Regions from separate parts of the Mus musculus genome. Here region 2 is linked to region 1. The links are chromatin contacts, called in public promoter capture Hi-C maps. All regions are on one chromosome and are shown on one strand. Each heading gives the region's core, a stretch centred on a gene start, on an enhancer-like site or on the middle of the called end of the contact. The rest is flanking DNA. Distances are from core to core; before and after follow the strand shown.

Region 1 (4,547 bases), core at 583-3,082:
GTGCTAGCCAGTTATTCTATCATTGAGCTGCACCTCAGACCTGCACTGGTGAACTTAGGTAGTGGTTCGACAATTGAGCCTGGCCACACCAGGCTCCTTTTGCCTCTTTAGAGTAAAATTTGCCCCTCATCCCACTTAGCCATGTACAGCAGTGCATGTATCCATGATTCCAGAACATTCTAAGTTCTAGATCAGCCTACTGAAAGTCTCTAAAATCAAGATCCAAGAACAAAAAGTCCATAAACACCTACACCTGTGCTTTCTGCCCTCAGTAGTATCTCTTGAATCTGTTTCCTTCCTTCCTTCCTTCCTTCCTTCCTTCCTTCCTTCCTTCCTTCCTTCCTTCCTTCCCTCCCTCCCTCCCTCCCTCCCTCCCTCCCTTCCTCCCTCCCTCTCTTCCTTTTTTCTTTCCTTCCTTCCTTCCCCTCACCCCCAAGACAGGATTTCATGTAGCCCAGGATACTCTCAAACTTGCTATGTAGCCAAGGCTGACCTTGAACTCCATCAGCCTTCACCTCCCACGTGCCGGTATTATAGGTATGTATCACCATGCCCAGATGGTGAACCTTTTCTAAGCACGCTGTAACGTCAAGGTCCTCAATGACTGCAGTGATGCAAGGTGAGTGTTCTCTGCTGTAGCCATCAGCAGCGTTTCGCTGTCGTCACCTAGGTTCTAGGAACCTTCTCATTCTAGGCTTCTACCGGGGTTCCTCACTGGAGGCTGCTCTGATGGCCTGTCAGAGATGACCTTTGAACCTTAGTCCTCATCAGCTGTCACCTGCACCACCACCATCTCCTGGCTCTGTGCTTCCTTCCTCGTAAGCACTCAGGTAGGGGAAACACTTGGGTCAGGTGCTGTCCTGTGCAGCTCAGAACCCTCCACAACTCCCCGTTCTCAAGCTAATGGCAGACTCCTCTCTGAGGGCCGTAAGGTTTCACACTATCTGCCCACTGTCTCTCTGTTCTCCTCTCACTCAGGTATTCACTTAAAGGTGGCCACGTCTCTGAGCCTTTCCCTGGCTGCCTCCTTTATAATTGTGAGGCCTCACCACCAAACTACTCCCCCCCTTTTTTAAACTTTTCTCTAAAAAAAATTTCTTTTTCTTGCCAAGTGTGGTGGCCTAGACCTTTAATCTCAGTGCTCCTGAGGTAGAGGTAGACAGATCTCTGTGAGCTTGCACCATCCTACTTTACACAGTGGGGTCCAGACCAGCTAGGGACTCAAGAAGAAAAGGAGGAGGAAGAGGACAGACAGACAAATGGGGCTGAACCAATGGACCAGGGGACAATAGCACTCACTTCTCTAGTAGAGGACTGATTCAATTTCCCAGCACCTACATTGTGGGTCACAACTGCTCTAACTCCAGTTTCAGGGGATCTGACACCCTCTCCTAGCTTCTGAGGGCACCATGCATACGCGTGTTACACAGAAAAAGAAGAGGGGTAGGGGGCCTGCAAGACTGAGCCAAGCAAAGCTTGAATCCTGTCTGCTGCATGTAGGAACTCCAGGTCTCTCTGTGGGGATGCCCATGGTACATCGCTCCCACAATCTGGAGGCTAAATGTCAATCACTGGCTGAGACCAGTTTGGGTGGGGGAAATCAGATACTGTCTGCTTGTCACTCAGCTACTGGTAAGAGAGTCTGAGCTGCATGTTTGTTGGCTGGTTATTTTTGGTTGGCATGGTAACTGGGGATGCTGCTAACATTCCATCTGCAAAAACCTATGACTGTACATTCCAAAAAGGACTATGATGATGGTACTTGCTCTCTGACACGTAACTCCATCAGTCTGCGAGTCACAAGGCCTCAGTCACTGGAGAAGTGGCACTGCCAAGGGATTTTCCAGGTGGCAGTCTAAAAATGCCTCTGACTCCCTGTAGAGTCACGATCCCTCTTGGGAGTCCTAGATCGTTGCTAGGTAGTTAACAACTGGCTAGGTGGGGGTCGGAGGGTGGGAAGACTAATGTTTATAGCCTTGGTTGTTGCCTGGGGTATGAATCACACAATTACACTGCCCAGCTGAGGCCCCAGGGCTGTGAAGTTGGAAAGAGATACGCGCAGTTTATCCACTTGAGCTGGTGCAAGCTGGCCCCAGCACATCCCGGCCGGTGCCAGCTGCTGACATTTCAGCTGGCCACTTGAGGGTGCTGTGCTGAAGACAGCAGGGATTGGCCAGCTGGTTTAGCATTCCCAACACGGGGACCAACATAAAAGCCATCATCCTGTGACCCAGACTCCTCTTCCATTTTGTAGCAATGACATATGAGACCCCTGAGTGTGGGCCAGTTGGCTGAGTTCAGTTAGTTCCCAGAGCATTAAAACAACATCATTATTTATGCAACCATCTATCTTTGTCCTCCCACTCCAAATCCAAGGTGTTTTTGTTTGTTTGTTTGTTTTTTACCTTTTTAAAGGGGTGTGCATGCATGGGTGCAGGCATGTTTGAGAGAGAGAGAGAGAGAGAGAGAGAGAGACTATGTATTCCTGGCTGCCCTGGAACTTGCTAAATAAACAATGCTGTTAATTCACAGAGATCCACCTGCTTCTGCCTTGGGAGGGCTGGGATTAAAAAGTGCTTGGCTTTTTAAAAGTTTTTCTTTTCTTTTCTTTCCTTTTTTTTTTTTTTGGTTTTTCGAGACAGGGTTTCTCTGTATAGCCCTGGCTGTCCTGGAACTCACCCGGCTTTTTCTTTCTTTTTTTTTTTTTTTATAATTACATCAATTTCAATTCTCTTCTTTCGACATGTGGATCACGGGGGATCGAACTCAGGTCGTCACGTGTGTCACCAGGCACCTTTACCCACTGAGCCTTGTCAGCCCTCAAGTATTCTAGAATCCGATGGTAGTTTTTGTTTTTGTTGATGTTGTTATACAGGGTCTCACTCTAGTGCAAGTCGGATTAGAATATGCCCTAGCCTTAAGCTTTCTAGGATCACGGCACTGAACTGCTGTAGAACAGGTCAATGAACCATTTATTGAACTAATATTAGGCCTTTAAAAAAAGGCCTTGAAGTCTTTTTTTCCTCTGATGGCTACCACGATGCTACAGGTTTCCAGTAGGGGGCGCTGGAGGAGCGTGGCAGGCGGCTGGGCTTCTCTGCGGCATGCGCCTGCAGGCTCTGACGCATCTATGGCATCACCAGGATTCTCCAGCGCCTGGCTCCTGCCACGTGTGGCTGGCACTACCATCTCGCTCCAGACACTTTTCTGTATGCGTTTTTGTGTGGCCTCCGACTGGATATGCACTTCCGGTAAAGCCAATTCCAGCCTGGGGCTGCTGTCTTTTTAATTGTTCTTCCTTTTGATTTCTTTTTTTCTGTTCCTTTAAATGTTTACCTTTAACACTTGTTTATATAGTGCGTGTTGTGTGCATGTAGATGCACTTATGCTAAAGCATGTGTGTGCAATCAGAGGAAAGTTTGCAGGTGGTAGTTCGTCCCTTCTACCCAGTAGTTTCTGAGGATGAACTCAGGTTGTCCAGCTTGCTGGCAAGTGCCTTCCCCGTGAGCTATCTCAGTGGCTCTTCTTGGTGTTTTTGAAGTAGGTTCTAGGCAGCCAAGGCTGGCCTTGAACTTCTTATCCTTCTGTCTTTATCTCCCAAGTGACGGGATTAAGGCTGTATGGCACCTCATTCAACTCATTTTTCACTCCCTCCATAATTTCCTGTTCCCCTCCTCCCTTTCCTCCCTCCTTTCCTTCCTTCCATTTCTTAGTAATGGTCTCCCTATGTTGCTCAGGCTGGCCTTGAACTACCGGGCTTAAATTACCCTCTTGACTCAGTTTCCCAGGTAGCAAAGAATACAGACATGTGCTTAGGCACACACACACACATATAATATAAGATGATGTTTTAAAAATAATTATTTTATGTGAATAAATGTCTTGCCTGCACGGATGTAATGAGTGCACCACATTTGTGTCTGGTGCCTGAGACACAAGTCATCCGAGGGCATTGGGTTTCCTAGAAAAGACATTAATCATGATTGTGACCATGTCAGTCCTAAACAGGAGCAGAAGGTGCTATTAATTACTGAGACATCTTTCCAGTTCCCAAAATGATGTTTTAAGTGTGTGTGTGTGTATGTGTGTGCATGTGTGTGTGTGTGTGTGTGTATGTGTGTGCATGTGTGTGTGTGTGTGCGCACATATAGAGATAAGTGGACAGCTTGCAGGCGCTGGTTCTCTCCTGCAACACGGGCTCTGGGGATGAAACTCAGGCTTGGTGGCAAGTATCTTTACTGGCTGAAATGTAATAAGAGTTTTGGTTTCTTTGAAAACACAGAAGCACTATGGGAATATGGTTTCCTTTCACTCCCAGGTGTAGCCTATGGCGCTGCTTCAGACTGTCTTTAGCAGCTGGCTACAATTTGCCTCGTGCTCTCGCAGGGGTGTGATTTTTGCCATCAGCAGATAGTTTTTGTGACTGTATGACATTTGGAATTCTGGGGAGTTATCAGAGGGCATATGAAAGCCGAGAGCAGGGGTGGGTTGTTTGCTGTTGTCTGCTGTTGCTTGTTGTTGGTTACTGTTTGTTAAGTAGTTGTAAG
Region 2 (4,547 bases), core at 1,359-3,858, 1.3 Mb before region 1:
TGCCCTTCCAAAGGTCCTGAGTTTAAATCCCAGCAACCACATGGTGGCTCACAACCATCCCTAACGAAATCTGATGCCCTCTTCTGGAGTATCTGAGGACAGCTATAGTGCACTTACATATAATAAAGAAATAAATCTTAAAAAAAAGAAAAAAGTTCTAAAAATCTGTATATAAAATAAAAATTTAAAAAACAAAGATAATATATAAACACATGTAATAAGATAAAATATACAAAGTTAATAGCAGCCTTTACATCTGTAATGGATACACATTATGCTTAAAGCCTGTAGCTTCCTTTTTCTTTTCTTTTTTTTTTTAAATAGGTATTTTCCTCATTTACATTTCCAATGCTATCCCAAAAGTCCCCCATACCCTCCCCCCCACTCCCCTACCCACCCACTCCCGCTTTTTGGCCCTGGCGTTCCCCTGTACTGGGGCATATAAAGTTTGCAAGTCCAATGGGCCTCTCTTTCCAGTGATGGCCGACTAGGTCATCTTCTGATTCATATGCAGCTAGAGTCAAGAACTCAGGGGTACTGCTTAGTTCATATTGTTGTTCCACCTATAGGGTTGTAGCTTCCTTTTCAAGAATGTATTTATTCTCTACCACTGTACTTCAACATTCTGGGCTTCTACAGGCATTTAAAGGACCAACCAGTCCTTATGTTTTACAAGCAGGGTGGCCTAAATCTTCATTCCGGAGGTCAGATTCCTCAGTCACCTCCCCTGTCCCCCCTTTCAGTGCTGCCATGTCCCACCAAGTCACCCAGACTGAGCAAGAGCCAGCCAGAGCTCTACACCCCTACTGCCTCGTGCAGCTACAAGCCAGGTTTTCATGAAGTCACAATCATTCCAACCAGTAAGCTGTATTTCTGCCAATTTTTAATCTCCCCCTAGTCTGAGTTCTGTGAGCTACTTGAGCAAAGTAACTGAGTCTGAGGAAAGGGTATGTGTACCTCAACTTACAGCCAGCTGAACAAAATTTAAAAACCACTGGAGCTTCTGAGATGGGGACAGCATCAGAACTCATCCCTGCCTACCCCCCTTTCTTGTTATTTTCTGTCCTGTAACTCTTTCTGTAGACCAGACTGGCCTCAAACTCACAGAGATCCCCCTCCACCTCCCCCTCCCTCCTGAGTACCGAGACTAAAGGTGTGCGCTACCACTGTTCCAGCCTTCTGGAGACTAAGCTGAGAGTGGAATTTTCTGGGAAATCCCAGTACTGGGTCAGTGTCCTCCCGGCTTGCATAAGAAACTATTGTCTTTAATCTAAGGACATGTATTCTGCCTTGGTTTACCATCTGTGACATTTGTCATATACTAGGAAGAGTTAAAGATTCATGAAGATTGTTTGTTAGCCTTCTCAAGTGGATCTAATTAATTAGCCATGTTCTCTGTGTTTGGAAATCCCGTTTCCTGCTCCTTTCCCACGCTGGTGGGAGTGAACACTTGCTGCGCAGCCAGAGCCTGCCTCCAGAAAAGCAAGCTTAGGAACCCGCCATGCTCCTCCTGGTGTGAGAAACCCGCCACGCCTCCACTTGCAGCTCCCTTGGCCAGACTAGGGGACAAACAAGTACCAAGTTCTCAGTCCCTCAAACTGCCCATCCTCACTCACATGGCCCTGGGACAGCCTAACTCCCTCTGTCTGAATCTCCTTAGTCGTCCTGCAGTGCCTAGTAGCAAGAGCGGAAACCCTAAGTGCATCTAAGTCCCATTTCTAGCTGGAAGTAGAAGCTACTTCAGCAGCTGCTTCCAAAGTGTAACTGATTGCCTATTCCCATGTCACTGTCTAGGGTGACTCACTGTCCACTGACATAATTTAAATTTTAGGGTTAGGAAGCTAGCAGACATCAGCAGGCGTGGAGACCCCTCCCCCATGGCACCCTTCTCCGCTAGGATTTCCCACACTAGAGACTGTCCTAAGACTTCTTGGATAAGTCTTTATCCACCTCTGCCCAGCAGGAAAAGAACTACTCAATCCGCAAGTGTCTCCCCTCCCTCTCCTGTCATCTGGCTAAAGAAAAAAGAAAAAAACCAAAACACAAAAACAAAAAAACAAACCACCACCACCAATAACAACAACAAAAAAACCCCAAACCCTCAAGAATGTTAGCTGGGGCCCGCCAGTGTCTAAAGGTCCTCTACAAACTTGTTTTTCTAGATTCCTGCTCGTCCCCACTTCCAGGCTAACACTGCCTCCAGGTCACAGAGACAGCTTCACTGAAACTACTGATAACCATCCATCAGACATGTGTCACAGAATCTCCCCTTCTTCTGAGACTGACAAAAGGGACAGACTGCCATGCTGTGACATGGGCTGAGCGCTCCCCATCGTGTTGGTGTCTGTCTGCTCCTCTATGATGTTAGTAACTTTTAATAAATCTCATACATAAGAAGAAGAGAACAAGACATCGTGAATCATGCGGAAGAAATCTAAAACAGTGGTGGGAAACCACCACTCTTCCGCCCAGCTCACTAACAGAGACTATACTGGGCATACTTGGTACATGTAAATGGCTTTTGTGTTGCTCAGTTGTTAAATTTAGTTGGAGCAGAAGCAGCGCCAGTTAGTTACATGGGAACAGCGTCAGTCATGCTCCTGAGGCAGCTGCTGAAGCTCCCCGTGGGTCTGGCACAGGCGCTTTGCGCAGCTGGCACCATCTGTTATCTGCTGGTGCAGTCATCCGTCAAAATTACCACTGTGACCCGCATTTCCACGGCTCGCTGCGCTAAGCAAGGAAACTATTAGGATGGAATTAACAGCACTACAAATGATGAGTTTTCATAAACATACACCTCACGTTACCCAGCGACCCTTGCCTCTCTGTTCATCTAGTCAGGAGAGACGAAATGCTTCTCTGCATGAGGTGGATGCTCTGGTTGCTTCCTTGCTGACAGCCCCCAAACTGGAAGCTGTTGGGCTATTCCCCGACAGGTGGCTGGATAAGTTAGTTGTGGGAACACTGCTAATAAAAAGAAGCTACTGAGACAGCAGTGTGGCGAAAGCTCCCAGGATCTGAGCAAACAAAGGCAGCTGCCGCCGACGGTGCCCGATTCCACTTATGTGAAGGGCTAGAATGTGCAAACTAATCCAGGATGGAAGTTAGAACTGGTGACTTTAGATTGGAGTCTTCCGAGGAAAGGGGCAGAGGACACTGCTGGGAAGTGGACTAGACATTCTATTATCTCTTCTAAAGTAGACACATATGTCTGTGTGCAAATTTATCAAGATGCAGACTTAGGACTATGTAAATGCTTTCATTTTTAAAAAGGAAAATTTTAGTCTTTAAAGAAGATAGTATAGTTTCTGGAGTCCAGGATTGGTAAGGAACTAAGAGGAGAGAGGATGACAGCCTGACCTATGGAGACTATTTCAGAGCAAAAGTAGAGAGCAGCTAACAGGCTGACTTCTTGTTTTGTGTGTACAAAGCTTGGACGCCGCTGCATCTTCTCAGACTCACCCAAACAGTGCGGCCCAGGAGAAACTATCCCTCTCAGTTCTGCGACACGGGCAGACACGAGCCTCACACCAGACTAGAGCAGATACAGGCAGACATGAGAGTCACACCAGACTAGAGCAGAAGCCACAGAACACAAGGCATGGGGTAAAAACCCCACACCAGTGCTGATGCGTTCCTAGCCGGCATCCCTATGCAATGCTGAGTCCCAGTCTCAGGAGAGCGCTGCCACACACTTTCAGGAGTTTCTTTTTATATATAAACAAATTGGATTTTATTTAAAATATAAGGGGTTGTTATCCATTTTGGTTAATAAAGTTGGCCTGTAGTGTTTTAACAGGATTTAGTGCGATCACACAGATTGGCATGCCAAGGGCATTTTGAAAGCTAAATACAAGAATCAAGAGATTGCTTAGTCTGTGTGGCTGAAACATTACACCCAGCAACTTCCCTCCCTTTCTCTACAAACCCTCAGGCAATTCCACAGTTGCATCTGGCAGTTCAAGTTTCAACATTTCAACGCAGAAGGGTTGAGGGGAAGCTGGAAAAAAAAAGCATAAAATGCAAACTGTAACTGACAGAGGCAGCTGCCACTTGTGGCAGGCCAGAGACTCGACTGTGTCAGTTTTTTCTTCACAGTTGCCCTGACATCTTCCCAAGTGGACTGTGGTCACTACATTCTTGAGCAAATGTACCCAAGAGTCAGGATGGAGAAGGCTGAAGAGCAGAATATACTGTGCATCTGCTCCTAAGTGGTACATGTGACTAAGACCAAACCCAGAGACCATGGATAGCCTGCAAACTGGCAAGTAGAAAGGTGGAGGATGGTACCACAGGCATTGGAGAGCACCCATTTCCTCCTGTCCAGCGCAGCACCCTGAGCGACAGCACCTGTTGCCCTACCCTGGCAACAAAGCACAGCAAACACATGCCAAGCTGCTCAGCATGTCTGATTTGCCCACTGTCTACCGAGCAGTACATGCAGGACACAAACTACAAGGAGTAGTACATCGTAGTTATCACAGGTCTGTTCTCAATATCTCTCTCTCTCTCTCTCTCTCTCTCTCTCTCTCTCTCTCTCTCTCTCT

What was found. Promoter capture Hi-C pulls out the DNA fragments that hold promoters and counts their contacts.
Region 2: a contact with region 1 is called in a promoter capture Hi-C map of hippocampal neurons, with 2.1 times the contacts expected there. The contact joins two enhancer-like sites. A contact is called at or near these places in 3 of 39 promoter capture datasets (hippocampal neurons, liver and pre-B cells).

Annotation. Positions count from the first base shown.
Region 1 is chr7:28,725,361-28,729,907 of GRCm38.p6, reverse strand. The region is part of intron 2 of Fbxo17 (F-box protein 17); the gene reads right to left. Among named protein-coding and RNA genes, the nearest start is that of Fbxo17, 11 kb to the right of the region's middle. Within about 2 kb of position 1,832, at least 34 of the 459 cell types and tissues checked have an H3K27ac peak or open chromatin away from gene starts, as enhancers often do. A contact at or near this core is called in hippocampal neurons, where this site is marked.
Region 2 is chr7:30,007,967-30,012,513 of GRCm38.p6, reverse strand. All of the region lies in intron 6 of Zfp568 (zinc finger protein 568), which reads right to left. Among named protein-coding and RNA genes, the nearest start is that of Zfp568, 26 kb to the right of the region's middle. Within about 2 kb of position 2,608, at least 80 of the 459 cell types and tissues checked have an H3K27ac peak or open chromatin away from gene starts, as enhancers often do. A contact at or near this core is called in hippocampal neurons, where this site is marked.